Regions from separate parts of the Sus scrofa genome. Here region 1 is linked to region 2. A link is a contact called in public Hi-C data. All regions are on one chromosome and are shown on one strand. Each heading gives the region's core, a stretch centred on a gene start, on an enhancer-like site or on the middle of the called end of the contact. The rest is flanking DNA. Distances are from core to core; before and after follow the strand shown.

The links. Hi-C and Micro-C count contacts between places; a contact is called where the count stands out from the background.
Region 1: a Hi-C map of embryonic fibroblasts shows a contact between it and region 2, with 3 times the contacts expected there. The contact joins the promoter of NCOA2 here to the enhancer-like site in region 2. A contact is called at or near these places in 1 of 5 promoter capture datasets (liver), 9 of 47 Hi-C or Micro-C datasets (alveolar macrophages, brain, embryonic fibroblasts and 4 more) and 2 of 2 datasets of contacts at active chromatin or transcription factors (alveolar macrophages and skeletal muscle).

Annotation. Positions count from the first base shown.
Region 1 is chr4:64,949,693-64,956,888 of Sscrofa11.1, reverse strand. NCOA2 (nuclear receptor coactivator 2) reads right to left here and starts at 2,628. Exons shown (of 23, transcript NM_001114275.1): 1 at 2,516-2,628.
Region 2 is chr4:64,825,423-64,831,933 of Sscrofa11.1, reverse strand. No RefSeq gene overlaps it. Among named protein-coding and RNA genes, the nearest start is that of TRAM1, 60 kb to the right of the region's middle. Within about 2 kb of position 4,918, at least 5 of the 83 cell types and tissues checked have an H3K27ac peak or open chromatin away from gene starts, as enhancers often do. A contact at or near this core is called in embryonic fibroblasts, where this site is marked.

The DNA.
Region 1 (7,196 bases), core at 1,379-3,878, 130 kb before region 2:
AATGGAAGACCTATCTTCCCTATTCTAAGAAGTCAGGAGTTGACAAAGTCACTAGACGTACCCAGCAAACAGCGTAAAACAACCAAAGGTGTCTCCTAACCTTGCAAAAACCAGAAGTGCACACACACACTATACCTACCACTTTGTAGTGTTTAAGCAAACTAATTTTTATCAATCTTTTGTGTGGGAGTAATCTGGCAAACTACACACTTTTTTCCTGTAGACAAATATTTTTGACTAGCTTTGCTCATTAAATAACAAAGCTTAAGATTTCAGTGAAGCTCTGGTTCCCACTTCATTTTGTTTACTCAAGAAAGAGCAAAAAAACAAAAACCAAGAAATGCGCACCATATACTACAACTTTTTTATAATGTCATCCCAAATGCCAAACTTTCAAGTACACGTTGGAAATTGGCGCCCTAATTAAACAAGGAACCAGTAAAGCCATGACAAACAATGATGCTTTACACTCCCCATAATCAACTGACGTGAGCCTTTCCTGATGCCTTCGTTTTCAGAGAACCCTTTCAAATTTCATGGTCCCCACGCTGGAGTAGCTGAGAGAAACTGAGGTAGAGGTAAACGGACAACTCCGAAGATCCTCGGCACGGAAACCGGGCGCTAAGGTCCAGACCGCGATCACTACAATATTTGCCATTTTAGAAATGGGCCTCGGAGGGTTGCTGCCACATCGTAAGTAGCTTTCCACTTCGTCTTGTCTAAGACATCTCTGCTGTACCAGAGAAACACAGTGCTTCGTGCAAACTACGTGCCTCCCCCGGTCAGAGCCCCTGTAAATGACACTACCCTACAGATCAAGGAGCTGGTGACTTCGGATGGACAAGAGTGGATAGCTCTTGGCGTCTCCATGACTCCCCCGCCCAGCCTGCAACTCCGCTCTAACTGGTCGGGGAGAAGCCCCGCCCCCTTCCTTCCTCTGGTGCTCACGATTGGCTTACCGACACCCGGCAGGTCAGTTCCCCGCCTTCGATTGGCTCATTGCCCCATCAGTCACACGCAGCGAGAATCGGGTCGGTGGGAGGGGAAGGCGTTGGAATAGGTGGAGTGGGAGTGGGATTAGAGGACGAGGTGGCGGAGGAGGGTGCTCAGGCTCGGTCCCCGGTTTGGGAAAGTTTCCCCTATCAGTGACAGACCCGGACGGCGTAAGGCCCAGTCCAGGTCCGAGCGGGTGCCAGGAGCTCAGGTCCCCGATTCCCGCCCCTCGGTCCCGCAGGCCCCGGAAACCACTAGGGGGAGGGGGAAGAGGGAGGGACCAGCTAACCAGGGACCGACCCACCCCCGATCTCGAAGAGGCGCCTCCGGGACTCCCCGGAGGGGTGGGGGGCGGGGAGCTCCAGCGCGCAGCGACGACCCTGGCCACCTCCCCCAGGAGCCCCCAGAGGCCCGAGACAGAAGTGTCCCCGGGTCCGGGGCGTGACCGTCGCGAGCCGGCCGGGAGGGCCCCTCCCGCTTCCCGCCTGGGCCCTGAGGGCCTGTCCCTTCAGGGGCGGGGAGAAGGGGAAGAGAAAAGGGGGCGCTGGAGAGCCAACCCGGAACCTCCCGGACCGCCTCCCGCCCCCAGCCCCGGCCCCTGCGCGCCTCCGGCACACACGCCCGCACCCAGAAAGTTAAGTCAGAGGCGAGCCCGGCTCGGCGCCGCCGCGGTCCGGCCCCCGGCTCCCCGCCCCCACCGCAGCCCGGCCTGCTCGGCCAGAGCGCGCCGCCCGCCCCGCCCGCCGCAGCTCCTTCCCGTCCGCCTGAGGCGCGCGTTGCCCCTCGGCCCCCGCCCCCGGCGCTGACACTGGCCGGGCCCGGCCGCCGGGCCGCGGATCCCATCCTCCCGGCGTCTCACCCCGCCGGCCGCCCCTGACGCGACGCTTCACCTTCACACACCCCCGAGCACTTCCCCAGTCCTGCCTCCCCTCGCCCAGCTCCCACCCCGCGCTGCAGTCGCCCCGTGTTTCCATGAAAGAATGCACCTTCTCGGGCTTCACCTTCCCGTCTCTGTCTGGCATTCCCCGAGGGCGCAGGAGCCGCGGTCCTCGCCGACCCCGCACCGGGCAGGGCGGCGGGCGCCTGGCTCCGCTGGAGGGGGCCGCACCCGCGCACCCGGCCTCCCCGCTGTGCCTGGGCTCTCACCTCTCGCCGGCGCCGCCGGCTGCAGCCTCCGCCCGCCTCGCGCTCCGGGACTCGTCTCCCAAGCTCTCGCAAAGCGCTGGAGTGCCTCCTTTCTCTCCCAGGGACTCCGCGTCTCCCCGCCGCTTCCCGCCCTCCCCACCCCCCAAGCCCCAACTCCCCAGCTTCGCGGTGCCTCCGGGATGCAACTCCCGTCGTCCGCGAACCAAGGCAGCGGTCCCCGCACACAAAACAGCCCTCTCGGCCGCGCACGGCTCCGCACGGCTCAGCCCGGCTCCGCGCAGGAAGGGCAGTCGCAGCCGGGGGTGGGGACGCGGCGCCCCCCGCCCGCCGCCCGCCTCCCTCCCGCCCTCGCGGCCCCCAGGGAAGGCGCGGTTACCGGCTCGGGTCGGTCACGCCGTCAGGTGCCGGCTGCCGTCGGCGCTGACCTTCGCTGCCGAAGCTGTGGCTGAGGCTGCGGCCGCCATGTTCCCGTGTTAATAACTGCTGCCTGGTTGTTTATTTCAATGGAGATCCTCCCCCAACTCCCTCCTCCTCCTCCTCCTCCTCCGCGTCTCCGCACTTGCCGAAAGACACAGACCGCGCGAGCTCGCGAGCAGGGGAGGGGGCTCGGGAGCCAGGCCGTCCCTCCCTCCTCCTCCCTGGCCGTGGCCGCAGCAAGTCCTGTCACTGGGGAAAGGATGGGGCGGAAACTTGCCTCCCGCGCCCCCGGGGAAGGGGCAAAGGTGGACGGAGGGTTCTCCTGGGGGCAGACCCTGGCCGCGGAGTCCGCAGCATCTCCGTCGGCGGAGTCCTCTGAGAAGGCGACCCCGAGGAGAGGTGAAGAGTGAGGAGAGAAGGGAGAGAGGACAAAATGGGACTGTGGTGGTAAAGGGAGGGTGGCCTATGGGTGACTGGAAGTGAAGGGAGAGTAAACAGATGACTCCATGGGAGGGCAAAGGGCAGTGCCAAAAAGGAAAGAGAACGGATGGGACAGGCCGGGGCTGCAGAGTGGAGGCAGTGGGATCTTGAGGCTGCAGACAGCGGAGAAGATGCCCCCGCGCGAAGATCGTGGAGAGCCCAGTACCAGGCTCGCCCGGATGGAAGCCTCCCGCCCGTGCTCCGGCCGGGCCCCTGTGCCAGCAGCCTGCACCCTAGGGCGCACCTCGCACGCACCGCGTCTCCTGCTGCGCCCTAGAGGAGCCTTCCTCCATCAGTTCTCCCTTGGTTCCCAAGAGAGCAGGCTTCTCCCGCTGAAGCCTTATCTCAAGAGGGGGTGGAGGGGTGCGACGGTGTGGGGCGAGCTTAAAAGGATGCCACCCAGCAACTGCATGATAAAGCAAAAGTACACACAGTGCACAGGCTGACCTCGTTGAGCATTTTCCTCGCGACCTGAAACAAAAGTTTTTTACTGCAAAGTCCACTTTTTAGACATCAGAAAGTGATGCTGGGGGGATGCAGAAGAGTTGCGCTGAAAATTCCAGGAGAACCCACATTCAAATATTATTTGAATCAGTTTTATGCCTTGGAAAAAGCAAGTTCTTCTCAACCTAGATACAATTAGTCGGAAAAAATGAGCAACATTTGTTTTACAAATTTCCTTATTTTTAACCTTAAAATAGACAGGTCACTTGCCATTGACAATAATAGTGTTTATTGAACACTTACTTTGTGTATGACACTACGCTGAGTGATTCTCAAGCCTTTTATAAAGTAATTACTATTTTTAGCCTTCACCCAAAAAAAAAAAAGAAAGAAAGAAAGAAAACTGAAGCAAAGAAGTAATTTGCCTGGGGTCATACAGCCATTAAGCTGGAGAGATTTGAGCCCAGTTCTGGCAGACTCCAAAACTCACACTCTTAATGGTCTCTTCAACCTCAAATTTGTGGGAATACCACCAATTTTATTTTGGGAAAGAAAAATATATATGTCTATGTGTGATGAGTGTGTTTGTCCACAGAAAATATTTAGAAGGCTATAACAAATTGTTAGCACTGGGGGTTAAGAGTGGGTGTATAATGGACTATTTCCACTTCTATGCACTAAGCTATAGTGTTTGAAATGTTTGCCTTCACCATGTATTAATTTAGTATTTTTTATAGATTTTAATTACCTGGCTTAACCAGAAAATTAGGTTTCCTAGAAACCTAAAGCCCTCCAACAAACTGGGGGAAGAAATGGGAAATAGAGGGTTTTTTAATGGCCTGTATTCTTCCACAAACACTTGTCCTTAGTATTCCTACAAACATGAGGTCTGTCACATTGCTGGACTCTAATTTCCTCTCCTGTCCACACCCCCAACTCTTGAGTTGTGATAAAGAAAAGATTCTCCTAGATGTTTATCCCTTCCTTTTTTGGCAGAAGTTCAGAGTCCATCAATCCTCCGCAACAGTAGATTTCACGCTTTCAAAAACAATCCATGATATCCGTGCAAACAAATGACTCCCCATTGCATTTCCATATTACTCCATAAAATTTACTCAAGATACACAACTTTCTACAAAAATAAAACAAAAAAATATAACAGCATAGAATAATGAGTTCCATCCCCAACTACTAATCAGTTGCCTCCAACCTCAAGGAATCCTGTCACTTCTGTTCTCTAGTAGCCTCTGGGCTCCCTCGGCACTCCATGCCACAGTTATAACGATATTCTGTCTTACACTGGAGTTGTTCATTTATTTGTCTTTCTCTTCCAGTAGATTGTAAGCTGCTCAGGCCAGAACCACATCTTGTTCTCGTTTTTACATGCTATAGCTCCTAACAAGATCTCACATAATGTTTGCTATTTAACTGAATCTGTAAAATGTAAATAGTATCTAATCCAACCTTCATTTCCATCTCCCCATCTCACCCTGTCTCTTAAGACATTTATTAAAAATGTTTTCATTATTTCGAAAGAACTTAGATTTCTATAAGACTGCAGAAGAATTAAAATTGTTTAGGAAAACTAGCTGTAATTATTAATGAATTATCATATGACAACGTAAAAGAAAGAAAAGTAAATAAGTTGACTTAATGCAGTCAAAGAAAAATTAAAACAAAAATATAGGAACTCGCTGTATTACCAACAGAGGACAACCCAATAAGGAAAAGATGTGGGTGCAAAACATAAAGGGGAAGGAAATTATTGAAATTTTGTAGAAGTAGAAACTTGATACACTATGGATGGATGAGGCAAGTAAACAAACCAAAAACAAATGTCAGCTGAGTCACAAATGCAACTATAAGTCATAAAGAAAAATGATAATTTGTATACTGAAACAATATACCTAAGAAAATCAGAACAATGTGAAGAATGTAAGGGAAGAAATTTTATATCGTCTGCCTTCTCCCCCTCATTCAACTTCAAGCTACTCACTTCCTCCATATGTATATTACATAAAAATTGAAGATTTGGTATGATTGTTGTGTTATTACTACTAGCATGCTTCAATATGAGAGGTAACACAATGTGGTAAAAAGTTATAAAAGAGCCAAACATGAATTTGGCTTTGCTACTTACAATGCCGATAAACACCTCAGTTTCTGCATCTGTATAATTGTTGCAAGACTCAAACAAAATGGTATAAATAAATAAACCGACAACTATCAAGCTCTTTTTTACAGATATAAAAGAACAGTATTATGTTGACTAGCTCTTCTGTGCATAGCATAGTTATCTCTATTTGGGGGCCCCTTTTCAATTACAAAAGCAAAAATCTATAGTTCAGTCTATTAAAAATGTAATCACCGGAGGGGGGAATCCGTTAAAATATTTGTTTGACAATTTCATTATTGAAGAAAACAACTTTGACAAAATGTTTCATTCCTATTACCTGCTCTCTCTAAATCCCTTAAATATTATAGCTACCACAAGTATGTCTAATATAGGTCAAGTGTACTACAGATATTTTTATTTATAATCAAAGTAGTCATCATATGTATTATTATTCCCATTTTACATGTGAAAAAAAGTGAAGTTCAGAGAAGTTAATTTATGCAAGATCATAGAGCTACCTTTGCAGCATGGCTAACAGATTGTGCTAAAATTCTGTTCTCCATTACAAAAATCTCTGCTACTCTAAGCAACATATTGTGTTCATCTTTATTTCCTCAGTACCTGTAACAATTCCTAGAACGCACTGTATGTTCAATAAATGATTGTAAAATGAAGGAATAAATGAGTAAGGGATTGCCTTCAAACCATACTACACACTCTCACAAGATTAATATTCTCACTTTTATTCTATTTCTTTCCCACCTGAAAACACTTAATAATCTTTAATTGCCTACAGAATACGATACAAATCTCTTACCTTATACTCAAGACCATCTTCAGTATGACCCTAGCTGCTTTTTCTAGCAATAACAGCAACAAAATACTTAACACACCCTCACTCTTTCCAAGGTGTTCTGAAATCAGACTGAAAGGAGTTTCAGTCTTGGCTCTTACTGTGTGAACTTAGGCAAGTTATTTAGTCTCTCTGGAAATCCTACACTGTGCAATAAGGCAAGACAATTAAAAGGAAGAATGTAAAACCATCTTCACTCACTGATGATGGGATTGTGTACATAAAAAATTCAAAAGAGGAATTCCTGCTATGGTTAAGGATCTGGTATTGTCTCTGAGGCAATGTAGGTTCAATCTTCAGCTCAGGGCAGTGGGTTAAGGGTTTGGTGCTACTGCAACTGTTGTATAGGTCACGGCTGTGGCTCAGATTTGATCCCAGGAACTTCCATATGCCATAGGTGTGGCCGAAAAAGAAAAAAAATTCTAAAGAATCTACAAACTATCAGAATGAATATTAGATCACAGGTTACAAGATCAACAGCCAGAAATAAATTATATTTCTATATATTATCAAGAAACAATTAGAAAATGAAAAAAAATTCAATGCCACTTACAAAACAAAAAAACATAAAGAACTTAGGGAGGAGTTCCCGTCGTGGCGCAGTGGTTAACGAATCCGACTAGGAACCATGAGGTTGCGGGTTCGGTCCCTGCCCTTGCTCAGTGGGTTAACGATCCGGCGTTGCCATGAGCTGTGGTGTAGGTTACAGACGCGGCTCGGATCCTGCGTTGCTGTGGCTCTAGCGTA
Region 2 (6,511 bases), core at 3,669-6,168:
GGAGTTACCGTGAGCTGTGGTGTAGGTTGCAGATGTGGCTTGGATTCCGCATGGCTATGGCTGTGGTGTAGGTCAGCAGCTGCAGCTCCGATTTGACTCCTAGCCTGGGAACCTCCATATGGCTCGGGTGCGGCCCTAAAAAGACAAAGGAAAGATTAGGATCTCATTGGTTACAGGGAAAACTTAACATGAATATCAGGATTCCTCTCCAGTTCCTCTCTCCTTGGAGCACATACCCCCTATTGCAAGGAGTCACAATAACGTGACCTGCTTTAGCCCAAGAAATGTTAGCCTAAGCAACGGGAATCACTCCTAGATGGAATAAACATGCGACACTCTCCATTCTCCATGTATTACGTCTCAGTCCCAGCAAACCCTGAAGCCTTGTGTTGAGACAGTGGCATCGCAAGATGGCAGAGCTTCTGCCAACCTGGACCATGAGTGACGACGCAGAGCAGAGTCCCTCTAATGACCAGAGTAGGGCATGTAGTGTGAGTAAAACAAAAGTCACAACTTCTGTTTTTTGTTTTTGTTTTTTGACTTTTCTAGGGCCACTTCTGTGGCATATGGAGGTTCCCAGGCTAGGGGTCGAATCAGAGCTGTAGCTGCCAGCCTATGCCAGAGCCACAGCAACTCGGGATCCGAGCTGCGTCTGCAACCTACACCACCAGCTCTCGGCAACGCCAGATCCCCAACCCACTGGCAAAGCCAGGGATCGAACCCGCAACCTCATGGTTCCTAGTCAGATTCGTTAACCACTGTGCCACGATGGGAACTCCCCGCAACTTCTGTTTTAAGCCACTGAGATTTGGGATAGTTTGTTCATAGCAGCATGATTTAGCACAATCTGATTCATGCGCTGATCAATTGTAAATGTGCAAAAGAAGCAGGCATCTAAAATACAAACCCTGAGGTGTCACAAAAGGCAAAGCGCTCTCCAGGCTACAGCAGTTGTAGAAGGCAATGCTGGTCAACTGGAATAATGGGACATAGACCGGATGGAGTTCAGCAGAGAAAAATTCAGGGTTATGCACTTGGAGTTGAAAAGTGAACATGTTCAAAGGCAAGGTGCCAACCACTCAAAGGCAGTTGGCTGGAAAATTAAAAGTATAGCTTTAGTGGATAGCCAGTTGACCGGGAGGAATTGTCACAACCCTGCAGTTCTGTTGATTGAAAAAAATGCAAGCAGAGAACTGTGGCAAATGAAAAGCATGTCTGTATCATGAGGTAATTGCTACGCTGCTCTGCACAGATCAGAACTGGAACGGAGCTGGGCCGGCTCTGGTCTCCATCGTTCAATAGGATTGAGAGAATGGGGAGAGTTCAGAGCAAAAGGTGGATAGTCATTTAGTGACCAGCAAAGAAGGGCTGAAGACCTGGGATTACTTAGCCTGGAGAGAAGAGGCCTCAGGGTCACTTAAGAAGCATCAGAAGAGCCACTGCACGGGGGATGCTGGCTGTTTTTTTCTCTTTTGCCAAGAACACAAAAAGAATGAGCTTATTAAAGTTAAACAAAAGGAAGAAGGTCCTGACCCCAAGGGTTGTTTGACACCCGATAGGATGGGAGATTTCTTTCCTGAGGACTTTACAAAGATCAGTGTTCTTTCGAATGGAATGGATTCACTGGGCTCTTCTTGAAAAGCTAAGGGATAGAAGGTTCTCAGTCTCTTTTCTGTCATGACCCAGCTGATGGATGACGTCCACCGTGGGACATGTTTCCAGAGGATTCTGATGTTTTGCACAACTCCCAGGATGCTCCTGACAGCCGCATTCTTTTCCTTCCTCTCAAGGAATATCAGAGAGTTCCCACTGTGGCTCAGCAGGTTAAGAACCTGACTGGTATCCATGAGGATGCAGGTTTGATTCCTGGCCTTGCTCAGTGGGTTAAAGATCCAGCTTTGCCATGAGCTGTGATGTAGTTCTCAGACACGGCTCAGATCCGACGTTGCTGTGGCTGTGGTGTAGGCCTGCAGCTGCAGCTCTGATTTGACCCCTAGCCTGGGAACTCCCATATGCTGCAGGTATGGCCCTTAAAGAAAAAAAAAAAAAATGAACTCTTGCCTGCAAAAATAACTTGTGACATGACTGTTCAACATTAATTTAACAAACGGTTATTGAGAAAGATGCTTGTGTGTACTGGGCGGGGGATGTCCAAGGCTTAATCATCATGCAACTATCGTCAGTGCAATACATGCTATTATGTTGGAAATGTGACCTGCTGTGAGACTGTGGGGAAGGGCTGATTAGCCCAGACTTGGAGGCCCAGGAAGGCCTCCAAAGGAAGGCAGGTACATGCTGAGGTCCACAGGATGAGTAGAAGAAAGTCGGTCAATAGAGAAGGAAAGGCGAGAAAGCAGGAGAGCTGTGAGCATGTGAAGGCTTGAAGGCTAGAAGCATCTGGAGGAATAGAGAACTGGGGCTGATGGGAATGGGTAATGACAGGAGACAAGGCTGGTATGCAGGAGGCAGGACACCTGGGGTCCCATTTGCCATGTTTTTTTATTTTTTGTCTTCCCCCCGCCCCCCCAGGGCTGCCCCTGTGGCATACAGAAGTTCCCAGGCTAGGGGTCAAATCTGAGTTGCAGCTGTTGGCTTATACCACAGTCACAGTCACAGCAACGCCAAATCCAAGCTGCATCTTCGACCTACACCACAGCTCATGGCAACACTGGATCCTTAACCCACTGAGCAAGGCCAGGGATCAAGCCTGTGTCTTCATGGGTTCTAGTCAGGTTCCTTACCATTGAGCCACAATGGGAACTCCCCATCTGCCATGTTGAGAACCTTGAGTTCTATCCTGGGAGCTCAGTGGGGCCAGAGGACTGTGTTGAGCAGAGGAAGTATATGATTAAGATTCCATTTCAGAAAGATCACTCTGGCTGTCATGCAGAAAATTGATTAGAGAAGCTTTGAAATTAATCTGGCCTGGATTTGAATCAATGTTCTATGTTATTAGCCATAAGATTTTCAACAAATTCATCTCTGAATCTCAGTTTCCTCGTCTGTAAAAGAGACATCCTATCTGGCAGGGTGGCTCTGAGGACAAACTTAAATAGTGTATCTTACAGATGGCCAATGGGTACATGAAAAGATGCTCAACATCGCTAATTATTAGATAAAAGCAAATCAAAACTACAATGAGGTACCACCTCACACCAGTCAGAGTGGCCATCATTAAAAAGTCTACAAATAACAAATGCTGGAGGGTGTGCAGAGAAAAGGGAGTGCTTCTACACTGTTGTTTGGAAAGTAAGTTGGTGCAGCCCTTATGGAAAATAATATGGCATTTCTTCAAAAAACTAGAGATAGAACTACCATATGATCCAACAATCCCACTCCTGGGCATATATCTGGAAAAAAAACATAAGTCAAAAAGATACATGCACTTGTATGTTCATAGCAGCATTATTCACAATAGCCAAGACATGGAAACAACCTAAATGTCTACTGACAGATAAATGGATTATGAAGATGTGGTACATATGCATACAAGGGAATACTACTCAGCCATAAAAAAGAAAGGAATAATGCCATTTGCAGCAACATGGATGAACTAGAGATTCTCATACTAAGTGAAGTAAGAAAGAGAAAGACAAATACCATATGATATCATTTATATGTGGAACTTAAAATATGACACAAATAAACTTATCTACAAAGCAGAAACAGATTCATGACATAGAGACTTGTGGTTACCAATGGGGAGGGAAGTGGGGGAGGGATAGAGTGGGATTTTGAGGTTAACAGATGCAAACTAGTATATATAGGATGGATAAACAACAAGATCCTACTGTATAGCACAGGGAATGATATTTAATATTTTGTGATAAACCATAGTGGAAAAGCATATTTACACCAGAAATCAACACAACATTATAATCAACCATACTTCAATAAAATAAACACATAAATAAATGAAAACAAATGGTATGTAAAAAATTTATCTGATCCTCTGATATGGGTTCTCAACAAACACTGTTTCCCTTCTCTACAAATTCATAATCCATGAGCAAATGATAAAGGCACTTGACATAGTACAGAATCAAACACTTTTTTCATTTGGGAGGGAATGCCACATGGGTCATTTTGACAATCCTCTGAAGACTATAGAGACCAGACTAGATTTTTCTACAGCCCTTTAATCATCCTTGTGGTTCTTTGTAGAGCCCTCTCCAATTTTTCAAAATTCCTCTTCCATTGTGGAGACCACAGCTAGATTAGTCACCGGAGAGAATTCATGATAATTAGATCAACATAGCAGAGTCACTTATGCTGCTGTCTCAGCCCTGTAAACCCAGTCAGCTGGTCCCCATCGACCAATAGGTTGTGTTCCAGGAGTGCATTAGTAAGTTGGTTGTTTGGAACACGGAAAGCCTTTCCCCACAGAAACAGAATTATAGATGGTGGCTTGTTTCCCAGGCCAGGGCATAGAAAATCTATTTAATGCACATGCAGCTGAACCCGAGCCTGGCAATGATGGTCCTTCAAGCCTTTGACTTGCCAAAGGCCCAGTGGGACTCCCAGTCCCATAGAAGCCCCAGGACCTCTGAACCGTGGGCTTGCAACCCTGGGCCCTCTGAGCAAGGTTAGAAGTGGGTTGACAGCTTTTAGAGAGACCATAATTTGCAGCATAATTGCAGAGAACACTTCTTTGAACTAGACCTTTACTTGCAGTTGGGCCCATTATTGTCTAAGCAAGCAATCAAGAGCTACATTACAATAAATACCCCTACAGTATACCTAAATCTACCTAAAGTATCTTTAATCCTCACGATGATCTTGTAAGAAAAATATTCTTCTTCTTCTTCCTGTTGGCCGGTGTCTTGGGAAGATTTTACATGGCCCAGGAACAGGTAGGTAGAAGGTAATGGGGGTGATGTGGGAGCCTGGGCATTTGCCGGGCAGCGCTGAGAGCTTTTTCACTGCACAACACTGCCTCCCAGTGGCGTGTGCGTGATACATACCCTAACATCACTAAATCAACAGTAACAAGTTCCTCATTCATACACCCAACAAAGAATCTTTGAGTGCTTCCAACGAGTGAGGACTTGGGAAGGCCAAATCAAATTAGACTTGGTGCATTCGTAGAGTAGTTGAGAAAAGGAACAAGTAAATCAAGGACTGAAATCAATGAGACAAGAATATGATCAAATTACAAAAAAAAAAAGAGGACACAGAAACCCAGAAGGAGAGAGAGATTAATCACACTAGGGTGGTGGTGATAAGCAAGGGAGGCTTTCTGGAGAGGGTGAGATGAGCCAAGTTTTAAAAGATGGGTTGGCATTAAATATATATATTTATATACTTATATATAAATATACCAGATCCGAGCCATGTCTGTGACCTGCACACACAACTCATGGCAACACCAGATCCACAACCCTCCAAGCAGGGCCAGGGATTGAATCCACATTCTCATGGATACTAGTCAGGTTTGTTACTGGTGAGCCACACCTGGAACTCCCAAATCTATATGATTTAAGATGTTCTAGGAAATTCCCGTCATGGCTCAGTGGTTAACGAATCCGACTAGGAACCATGAGGTTCAATCACTGGCCTCGCTCAGTGGGTTAAGGATCCGGTGTTGCTGTGAGCTGTGGTGTAGGTTGCAGACGCGGCTCGGATCCCGTGTTGCTGTGGCTGTGGCATAGGCTGGTGGCTACAGCTCGGATTCGACCCCTAGCCTGGGAACCTCCATATGCCATGGGAGCGGCCCAAGAAATGGCAAAAAGACCAAAAAAAAAAAAAAAAAAAAAAAAGTGTTCGATTCAGAAAGAATAGCATGTTTAAACACATATGGACACTAAACATATCAAAAATATGTTAAGGTTTTCTTTGACCCATCCGTTTTTGTGATACGTCAACACCACAAAAAGATGGAGAAGCTGATAATTTACGTTGTGGGATAGTAGATGAGTGAAAATAGTATTTATCATTAACTTTAATTTGCCTTTCATAATGATGTTTTTAGATGCTTTCTATATTTAAATATATACATTTGGGATTTTTTTCTGTGATGTACAAAATCTTTTATTGATTTCCCTGTTGGCTATTTTGGCCATTCAAAAATTAATTTTGTAAGGAAACAAAAACAGTAATTTGAAAAGACACTTGCACCTATGTACATTGTAGCATTATTGACAATAGTCAAGATATTGACAAACCCAAGAGTCCATCAGTGGAGGAATGGATAAAGAAATTGTGATATACACACAGACACACACACACTGGAAAATTAAAAATCATAAAAAAAAGAAGGAAATCTTGTCCCTTGTGACAACATGGATGTAATTTGTTAAGTCAAGTGAAACAGAGAAAAGGACTGGATGATCTCACTTATATGTGGAGTCTAAAACAAAAACAAAAATAACAAAAATAAAAACACCCTGAACTCACAGACACAGAGAACAGCTTTGCGGTGCCTGACAGGGGGGTAGAGTGGGGGATGGGGTGGGGGGTGGAGTGGGAGTGGGCAAAATGGGTGAATGTGGTCAAAAGGTACAGAGTTCCA